2 separate regions of the Triticum aestivum genome follow, and region 1 is linked to region 2. A link is a contact called in public Hi-C data. All regions are on one chromosome and are shown on one strand. The core of a region is the stretch at or near the end of the contact, and the rest is flanking DNA. Distances in the headings are between cores, read along the strand shown. Region 1 holds the start of LOC123077525 (probable serine incorporator). Region 2 has its middle 6.1 kb from the start of LOC123074173.

What was found. Hi-C and Micro-C count contacts between places; a contact is called where the count stands out from the background.
Region 1: a Hi-C map of leaf shows a contact between it and region 2, with 2.8 times the contacts expected there. The contact joins the promoter of LOC123077525 here to the enhancer-like site in region 2. A contact is called at or near these places in 2 of 5 Hi-C or Micro-C datasets (both in leaf).

Annotation. Positions count from the first base shown.
Region 1 is chr3D:75,792,820-75,798,088 of IWGSC CS RefSeq v2.1, reverse strand. It overlaps LOC123077525 (probable serine incorporator), which reads right to left and starts at 2,246. Exons shown (of 10, transcript XM_044499804.1): 1 at 1,943-2,246. The coding sequence starts at 1,944.
Region 2 is chr3D:75,274,253-75,279,905 of IWGSC CS RefSeq v2.1, reverse strand. No RefSeq gene overlaps it. Among protein-coding and RNA genes, the nearest start is that of LOC123074173, 6.1 kb to the right of the region's middle. Within about 2 kb of position 4,300, at least 6 of the 8 cell types and tissues checked have an H3K27ac peak or open chromatin away from gene starts, as enhancers often do. A contact at or near this core is called in leaf, where this site is marked.

The DNA of each region.
Region 1 (5,269 bases), core at 997-3,496, 520 kb before region 2:
GCTCGGTTCCAACCAGCCACGAGGTCGGGAAGACGTGGCTTCCGGTGAAAATCGCCTGACTGCGGTCTTGGCAGACGATGGCGGCGTCTCAGACGTCGTTCCCTTCTGGAGGCATCGTTGTTGCAAGTCACATCAACCTGATCGGGAAGTTCCAGGGGAAACCCTAGATCTGGGTATACCGGATCGGACGATGATGGTGCCTTCGGTATCGTTCTCCCTCATGGGGGCATCGTTTTGGAGCAAGTGCTGGTTGGAGGGGACAAGAGGAGGAGCGGTGTTTCCTCTGCTCCATTGATGACGGCGGATCTCGGCAGCGTGGCGCAGTGGAGACTCGGCGCCTGATGAGCGGAGAAGGACTCGCGCAGGAGGGTGACGCTGCCTGGCGTCCTGGTGGCGTCGGCGGCAGTTAGACCGGGCAAGGTTGATGCAGCAGTACAACTCTGAAGATGGATTGATGGCAGGTGGTTGCGGCGGCCTCATACCCGGCAAGCGTCCTGGTTGAGAAGCACGCCAGACTGATCGGTGCCCATACCCGGCAGGCGTCCTGATTGGGACCTCAAGTCTTAGATGTTAGGTTTGGCTGCGAGGTCTGTTTGGTATTAGGCCAAGACTTTCAGCGCCCTTACATCAACTGGATAGGGATAGCGACAAATGTTGCTTAGTTTGGTGGCTTTAGGCTTATTGTTGTATGACTCTGTAAAGTCTTGTGTCAATAATTAATAAAATGGCCGTATGCATCGTCCAGATGCAGAGGCCGGGGGTCGTCCTCTTTTTCTAAAAAAAAATGAGATATAATTTGGTCTCATTCATCTTGAAAACAAAAACAGATACAACCCACGTCAGCACACACGCATCTTATAGAATCACATCTAATGGCTATAAAAGATGAATGAAACCAAACTATATCTCATCTAGATGAGTTCTAGCAAAACTGCTAATTAATTGTGCTTGGAGCAAGTACATAATCTATTTTAAAAATCTGTACGTAGTTTGGGTCGGAGGATTGCTTAGGGCTTCCTTTGCTTAGTCCCGTCCTCCTCTTCTCTGTCGTGCAACCAAGTTGCTGCTGCTACTAAGCAACCCTAGATAGGGAGTCACTTTTTTGTTGTAATAATAATATAAACTTAGATTACTGTACTAGGTAACCTCTAAATTCTGTGTAAAGCTAGGAAGGAAGGATCTTCTTTCCAAGCAAGCAATAATCCCATCCTTTCCTTTTTGCCTGCACATATTCTCCTCTGACTCTGAATGATAGGCAATCACGCATCTTTCTTCGGGATATATTACTGCTAGATATTTTCACACGTACGGTTCCATCCGCTACATGAGCTTAGAGATTCCTCCCGTTTATCCCAGCCACTAAACACAGGTTAATCGTCATCTAGGCCGTGGTTAGAATCTTACTACTCAGAGAGGGTGAGTAACTAAATCATCGTCGACGACGCACCTTGATTAGATCCACGTACGGCCGGCCGTGGCTGGACGTCGCAGTAGAGAATCCGATCCTACCTCTCGGGTTACCCGGCTGCTGTAAGAAGAAGGAATCGGAGGGATGAGAGAGGGATTGGCGGGCACGGAACGCATCTCTGTGGCTTGCGCTCCCGACCACGGAAGGCAGAACCGAATGCGCTGCTAGCTACCCAATTGCTACTGTTGCGTATTATACTATTCGGTCTGCGTTCGTTTGCGGCCTCTCAACGGACGACAGCCGAACAGATCCGGGGAAAACGGTATTTGGCCTCGAATATATGCGGGAAAGGGACGGCGCTCGTTGTGGTGTCTGTGCTGATTTGGTTAGAGTTCTAATGTATTGTATGCGAAAAAAGAGAGGAAATTCAGCGCGGCCAGGAGCTAGGATGCTGGCGAGCTTATGGTGTTCGTGCATGGATGATGATCATGGCAGCAAGCAAGCGGACAGAGAGGAGGGGGAGGAGGAACTCACATGCACGTTGGATGGGACGGAGGAAGACGAAGTACTCCTTGATAATGTCTTCCCGGAGGTAGAAGCCGAGCTGCCCTGCCTGCCTGCTCGAGGTGTACGCGGCTAGCTCAACTGTGGTTATCAATAGCGGATTGGCGGTGCGCTGGATGCGTCAATGCCTGCCCGGGGGTTTTATTCGGGCGAGCGGCGGAGGAAGGAGACGGGTTGGAGAGTGGAGGTGGAGGTGGAGGTGGCGGTGGTGCTCCGTTTTATTCCCGCCGCAGGAAAGGAAGCAGCGCCCGCGCGCGCGGCGCCTCTATATTTTACTGCGTTTCGTTGTCTCTCTGTTGGCTGTACCTGTACGCGCGCCCGGTGCGGTTTTCTTCTGTTCTGTTTTCGGCTCGGTATAAGGAGTATTTTGTACGTGCCACACGCGTACACGCACCACCTCCACCTCGTTCTCCACATACACACGCTTGGCTCCGGACCCACGGCCCGTTGCTGTATACATGTCCAGCCAGCAGCCATCCGGCTGAATCTTCTGAGCTCCATAGGCTGTGTATACGTTTTGGATCTACCCGCGAGGTTCAGGTTGTCAGTTGTCACTGTGACCAACTGACCATTTTTTTTGCCAAATGTGACCGACTAAGCATGCTGCGCCATATCATTTTTCTGGAACTCGTTGCCATATCATCGTTTGCACAGCGACCGTGTGGACACGTACGGAAGTAAACGAGCTACCACGAGCCTCCTTCACAAAAAAGATGTGGACCGAGTTGACCCCACCACAAGCTAAACCCCGGCGACTCTGGTCCGCGCGCCTCGGCTTGGATTTTTGCGTACATGGCCCACGCCGGCGTGGTCTCACCGCCACAATTTCACGGAGACGGCAAAGACGAGCGAGAGATTGCAGTCTCTCGGCCCAGGGCCCAGGCCCCGTATCCGCCACAACTGGGGCAGATTTTTTTCTTGCGTTTGTCTGCATGTTGATGGATTTTTTGCTTCTCTCGCGAAAACTTACATGTGGATGAGTGGATGGATGGGCAACTGGACAATGCCGGGGACTGGGAGGACAGATGCAAAATCGGGTCTTTCTTAACCTTTTCTAATGGCTGGCCGTGCTGGAGGGCACTGTTGCGTCACGAGGTGCGGATCCCGGGTTATCCCACCAACTGACACAAGTTGTAAGACTGCCTCAGCAAAATCTTCCTCGTATACCTTCGTCAAAATAAACAACATGGGCCTAGCTAGAGCATGCCTGTGTACTAGTATTTGGCTCTCCCACCAAGTCTCGAGATCATAATAAGCTCTTCGACCCTCTAAAGTCCAGACATTATCCTTAGGGTAATGGGTCTTAATTTGACCCATACTATCTATGCATATCCACTTAGGCTGACGATTTCACTTTCTGATCAACGGATAGTGTACTTTTGCGAGTATGATAAACCCTGCTGCATGATTAGTGCGCTTTAGTCTGACCCGTCCGACTCAACAACTGACCCCTCCATAGGCCTACAGCCAGCCAGAGCCAGCTGAAGAACCACAACACAAAGCCACTTGTGATTGTGAATCGACCGACCCACACATGCATGTATGCCCGGTGAGCAAGCAAGCAATCACTTGCAAGGAATAATCGTCTCAGCAAACATATATAGCAGGGATATGGCCGATCTCGATCACTCTTTCGTGCACTTTTGGACCACGCGCGCCGGCGCACGTCATGGCGCCCCATATATGTCCGTGCATGTGCAACATGCTCGGGGAACCGCGATAACCGTACGTGCACACTTGTACATGTAGATGGTGTGCATCATCATGTGCTACGACTCGTCAATGTCAGCTGGCTTTGGCTACGGCTACGTAGCGCCTTGCACGGCTGGATTTCGCGCGGCGACGTGGACGGATCCTTGACCTCCGTAGTGCAGGCACGTACTTTCCCACCAAGACGCACTCTCTGGTCTGGTGCATATGGATGTGGAGGAGCACGAATCGGGTGGGTGCGTTCGTGGTTTGTATATGGTGCAAAAGTGCATAAGAGTGCACGTAGAGGACAATTTTTTTTTTAGCGTACGTAGAGGACAAATTGAATGCATTGATGCAGCGAACATTTCCCATGCCATATCATTTTAGAACATCAGCTTTTTTTCACACATGGTCGAGGACAGAAAAGGGATAGATTCCGTTGTATATAATACCCAAAATACAGTTCATGGAAGTTAATATTTCGCGCAACATAATTTATCTATTTTGTTGCCTCGTGTGTAGGTTAAATTTGACTTAACTGTGTGGCGAGATAAAAATACTTCCGTAATCTGCTACTATGCTTGGAGGTTGTTTTTGCATCACTATTTTTTATTATAAATTGCTCATTTATAACCATGTTTTATATATTATGTCATCATTCTTATACCGTTTTCCCCTTTCATTTTGCATGTGTACAAGAAACAGGGGGGGACAATGAGAAGCTGTCAGAAAGGACCAGTCGAAGGCAAAGTAAAGAAAATATTTTTTTTCTCAAGCCCGAATAATTCCAGAAAAAATAAAGACTATTTGCATGAAGAAAAAGAGCCAATGTGAAAAGTCCCAGGCCTAGGACTGGCATTTGGAGCCCACACCCCCACGAGTCGAGGCCCAAGGGCGGCCACTTGGTCGTGTGGGGCTTGTAGGGACCCGGTGGTCTCCACTCTGGTCTCCTTATTCTTACATCAGGGAAAAACACTAACTTGACTATCTAGGATTTTTTTTGCCACTAAGGCAAAATGGGGAGCACTTTTCCTCAACCGAGGGGCTGATTTTGCCGGGATCAAACCCCTTCGGACAGGGGAATTCAAAGCCATCGTCATCACTAACACTCTAGGCATTGTGGGGATCATCTTCATACACACCACCTTCACCAACTCCATCTACAACACCAACCCCAACCCCATCTACATCTCCCTTTCAATCTATGTACTTGTTATAGATCGGTTAATGTGGTCACTTTCCGGTGTTAGTCAGTGCATTGTGATTTATTGGTGAAAGATTTATATGTTCAAATTGTTAGCCATATAATTAACCCATTGCTCACGTTCATTATGACGTCTTTTGAGTAATCTATTATGTACTTGAGGACTTGGGAGAAACCATGTTGTTAGCAACCATATGAAGTTGCATCAAGTTTGATATTTTGATGTTATGTTGTGGTGTAATTCTCTAATCGTGATATTCAAACATCAGTTGCATGTCACTTCACCTATATGGGCCTAGAGGATAACATTATATAATTATTTTATCTAGGAGGGGTGGCAGGAAAGGCAAATATTACCATGCCCTAACTTTATAAACTATTGCATGACGAATTAATGGGGA
Region 2 (5,653 bases), core at 3,051-5,550:
TATCCTAGCTCGCAACACAGGAACAACACCAAACAAGCAAGCAATCCAAGCATGACCTGCAAGCTGGCATGACACGCCAGGTCAGTACATTGAATGTACTTGCAAGCTCACAATTAACCAGAAGCATTCAAGACAAACAACAGCATGGAATTACAGGTTAAGAAGGAATTATCAAAAGATCATCAGGATAACATAACATGAACAACATGAACATAATACTGCTAGAACAATATGATCATGGCAAGAACATATAAATCTGATGATACTAGCATGCAACATGATGACACTACATGCATCATTTATTCTGCTCGGGTTACTTTGTAACCATCACATGCATCACTTACCAACCTCGGACATTACACGATCATCTCAGTATCAAATCAAGCTTGGTATAAACAATACCGTAGTAATCATCAAATGACCACAAGGAGCTTGATCTTTACCCACGATTCTCGCACAACATCACGAATATCCAACAACTCGGTATCCTCGATACCACAGTGATCTTTCCGGCGATCATGCAAAATGGCAACTCATTTGGATATGCCTAGCTTGCACCTACTTCACAAAGCTTCTTTTTGGATAGAAACTTTGCAAAATCATAATTAAATAATTACTAGGCAAATGAGGTTGCATTTTGGCATGTGGCAATGATATGGACATGAAAAGGTGTCCAAGGAGTTTGAGGTCAATTGGGAAAAGGAAAATAGCACTTGCTTCACAATGTGCCATTTAGGGCAGAATAGGAAATGAATTATTTGAGCATGATGATAAACATGATAAATGAAATATTTTGCCATATTTGAGAAAGATATGACCCAAACAATTTATGAGAATTATTTGGGAATTTTAGGAGTGATGGGAATAAAGGTTGCTTCACAACCTAGGGCAATTTGAGTTATTCCTTTAATAGAAAAGGAATATTCCCAATAAAAAGAATATTGGGATTTGGGCTAGGATGAAAATGACAGGGTCTAGGGAAGGGTTTGGGAATGACAAGCCACTCTGGAAACAAAGAAGAGGGCATCTTCTTCAGTTTCCAGACCACAAAGCCACGTAAAAAGAAAACTCAAGCAAAAACCTCAGAAAAACAAAAGAAAAAGAAAGGGCCAAAAATCAGGCTGTCACACCTTGGTACTATCAGAGTCGGCATACTTGACGAGAGCCGCCATTAGCTCCCCCATGTCGTTGCAGTGGCATTTAAGCCGCCCCAGCTTCTGCTTCAAAGGGAGAAAGAAATGACCCAAACAATTCTTCTCCAACATCAGGACTGCTGACCTGGCGTTGATACTATCCGACGAGTGTATGACAGCTGAGATCCGGCGCACCCAATGGGTTGTTGACTCGCCCTCACCTTGGACACAAGAATCCAAATCCAGGATTGACATAGGCTGCTTGCACGTGTCTTTAAAATTCTGGATAAAACGGGCCTTCAACTCTGCCCATGACCTAATGGAGTTAGCAGGTAGCCCTTTCAATCAAGTACGAGCCGGCCCATCCAACATCATGGTAAAATACTTAGCACATGCAGCATCACTAACATCCAGCATCTCCATGGCCATCTCATAACTCTCAATCCAAGCTTCAGGGGGTTGATCTGCCGTGTAATTAGGCACCTTACGAGGACCCTTGAATCCTTAGGCAAACGCTTGTTACGCAGAGCCGACACTAAACATGGTACACCTAAGGTTTTAGAGGTCACTCCTGCCTCCACCGAAGTTAACGGATAAACCGGAGATTGTTGTTGAGCCGCTAACTGAGCCGCCAGCTCAGCCTCTCGACGCGCTCTGCCCTGATCCACCAAAGTCCGAGCATCTACACCTCCGCGCGCCGGGTCATGCCCACGAGGCTGGTTGCGGCGTTGTTCACTGCTCGAAACTGCTGGTGAGTCAATGTGTCTGCTATAACTCCGGCTTGGATGAGGGGTTGAGTGAATCCTTTCACGGCTGTATGAATAAGCCGCCTGCTGATCCAATGCTATCTGAAGAAGTTCTCTAGCCCTTCGTGTCTCAATCGCAGCCGGAGACTCGCCTTCAACTGGGAGAGCCGCCAATCGTGTCGCCGCAGCAATCATATTATCCAAAGGGTTAGAATAATGACTCGGAGGGGTTGGTACGTGCTGAGGCGGAGTAGTATTCAAACGGGGCGGATCCATCGTACGCGGCTGAGCCGGCGCTCCAGCCCCGGGCATCTCAACCACCCGGTTCACCACCGACGGGTCACTGGTCCCTGCTCCAGGCGTATTGAAGAAGTTTCTCGCATCATAAACCGGGGGTAAGCGACTCTGGTGCGTCCTTCTCATGATTTCATTTGAAGCGTTTTGATCCAAGGTGAGCCGGAAAGAGTCTGCATGAATCTGTTGTGCCTGGGCATCCAAAGCAGCCTGCTCTGTAGCCATCCTAGTGTTCTCAGCCGCCAGTTCTTCCTTGGCTTGAGTGATCTCTTCTCGCAACTTCGCCACATCAACCTTATGATGTTCCTGAGTTTCCGGGGTTACCTCCACCCCCATTAGAGTCGCCAAAGCTTCCAACAATTCTATGAGAACTTGAGCCGGCGGGCGTGCAGAGCCGCTAGCACCAGCCGCCGCCGCAGCAGTTGAGCTGGAGGTCATAGTCGCGGCGGTTGTTGAACCAAGCGCCGGTTGTGTACCGGCCATGAAGATCGCGACCCTGTTCAGCGGCTCATAGGGGTCCGGAATACTGTCACCATCGGAACAGCCCCCAAGTTGGTCGTCTTGCAGTTGATACCTTGAATTAGTCTCGCCTGTGGACGATTCACCATCAGAGTAGATGGCCGTCTCACCACCAGACACAGATCCTTCTTCAACTTTCGCCCCATGGATGAAACCAACAAAGGCGTGCTTCACGGCGGGTTGAACCCAGGCGGGTCGTGCACGCTGAGCCGTCTCGATGATGTCGGTGCAGGTGTCCGGCTCAGGGCCCGGTTCGCCGATCTTGCCGATGAAGACGTGGATTCCGCCGATCTTGCCGAAATGAGACGGCCTCGAGGCCCCAGCCTACATCGTCGATGTAGAGCTTGCCGCGACGACTCTTGGTCATCCGGCCCACAGCGTATCCCTTGATGCCCTCAAAGTTGCCCTTTAAGAACTCGAAACCACCGTGCGCCAGCCCCACGATGGGCGCCAACTGTCGTGGAATTGTCACGGCAGATGTCCTAGTGGAAGGACTTAGTCATGGAGCCACCGCAACTAGGTTAGGTTAAAGGGGTTAAACGGGACAAAAGACACAGAGGGTTTATACTGGTTCGGCCCCTTACGGTGAAGGTAAAGGCCTAATCCAGTTTGAGGTAGTATTGCTTGGGTTTCGATTACCATGGAGCGAATACGCTTGACCTAGTCCTCGATCTCTTGTTCCTTGCCCTAAACCGCCGTCGGGTCGTCCCTTTATATACACAGGTTGACGCCCGGTGGCTCACAGAGTCCCGGCCGGCTCATACACAACGTGTCCAGCTTGGTGACTAATTACACTTGCCTCACAAAACAAGTCATACACATATGGCGGTTCATCCTCTTGGGCCTTCAGTCGCCTCTGGGTTTTGGGCCGTCAACGGGCTTGCATGATCCACCATCTTCTTTGATAAGTCACCAGTGGTATGACCCGGCCTCTCCTGGGCGGTTCATACCCAGTAGTTATATCCCCAACAGGGTGCGAGATTGACCATTTTACCTTCTCTCTGGGGTGTGTTTGGTTTGAGGATTAGGTGTCATCGAATGGGTTGATTCCGTCTCTGGCAGCCCGTACTCGTGTTCACTTGGTATGTAACCAGAACCGGACTGTCCGCATGCAATAGATATTCCCCCGAGATGCTTCATCTAGCGATGCCTACGATTTGGAGGAACCGCCTCATTATTCATCTGTCAAACGCAAATGAAATGTTCATATGAGCACGTGAGAGGTAATCTCACCATCCATATGAAAGAGGTGAGTGAAATCAAAGTCTTCTCATTCTTATTCCATCTCTCAACCTAACACATGGACAAAATCAATTTAGGTCTTTTTTATCTACAACTAAACACAAGAATGGAACCGACCCATGCATCGGGAATGGAACCATGCCACCCCATGTCTTTTGATCCTCAAACCCAACGCACCCTATTATCCTGCCTCTGCCTCAGCAGTCAACCGTAGGGTACACAGGCACGGAAGAGCGAGGGCGTGAGCCCACAGTGCGCTCTTGGTGGTGGGTCCGCGGGCACGTACGCTGCAGGAGAGGGGCGTTCGGGTCCCGTTGGGTGACCGGGATAGCACGGCACCGAACCCATGTGCGGCGCGGAGGCGCAGGCGGGCCACGCCACGGCCGCCGCGCCCAGGTGCGGGACACGTCGGCGTCAGGCCCTTCACCTCTGTGAGTGGCCCCCCGGCCCCGTGCCAGCAGCAGCAGTACACTGGCGCCACTGCATTTACGCTCCTGCGCGAGCTAGCGAGCGAGCACTGAGCAGATGGAATTGGAATGGCATGGCATGCACGTTGATGACGAAGCGCTGGCAAATTGACGACGGGATTTTGGTTATGTGATTAGACAGCCTAGCACCTACCACCTTGATCATCCCTCGGCCAGCCACAGCCAAGCTAATTGTCCCGGATCAACAGTCAATTCTATGGGTGCCGCATGCGCCATGCATGCGCGTGGACAGTTCAAGCTCTATACCACTTGAAGCCACCGCGCATACGTACGTAGAGCGGTAGAAGAAGAAAACATTCAAAGGGGGAGAATCATTGTACTGTTTCGGCATCGTCAAGAGGAAATCCATGTACTGTTCTGCACCGTTAGGTAACGTCGCGCGCGTTGGATCATGCTCATGCATGGTGCATGCCATTGAAGGCGGAGCAGGAGCGTAGCGTCCTCCGGAGCACGGCGCGGCGGACCAGCGAGCGGCGGGGGCGCGGGAAAGGGTCAACAGTGGCGCGCAACCTAACGATCGATGGAAACTCTCTGGAACGTACGTACGTGCTACGTGCATGGTGGTGCTCGGGTGTTCGGTCGACGACACGTACGAACACGGAACAAGCCGTTCGGTGCGGCGGCGATCGTCGTAGGTTGATGGACAGCGGTGTGTTTTAGCGCGTATACGTACGTAGTGTGTTCGGTTCGGTCCATCGGTGATCGGCCACGGCAGCGACTTGGAGGACATGCAATCCGGGGAAAAGGAAAGGCAACTCGAAATTTTCTGCCCGAGGCCGATCATCTATTATCTATTACTAGTAAGCGTGCACGTGCAACATACGTATCATCATGTAAAAAGAAACCAGCATTCATCTTAGAAAGAAAATAGATCAGTAAAATAAACAAAATATAATGGTGTACCAACAAAATATAATGATGATCAAAATAATGAAAATAAAGCTAGGGATATTCATAAATGTAAAGTATTGTTCATGGACAGGGATGCTCTCTGAACCTACACATTACACTTGCATCCTTTATAGTTTATGTAAGATCAAAAAATAGCTAGGCATTGGTGATCATGAATTTACCTTCTAACCAAGTTATTTGCTTCATTATCTGGATTCTTTTTTTAGCGAGAAAACATCCGATCTATTCATCTTCAATCATGACAGTACAACGAACATCAGAAATAATAAAAATTACATCCACCTAGCGACGACTACAAGCACTGAAACGAGCGGAAGAC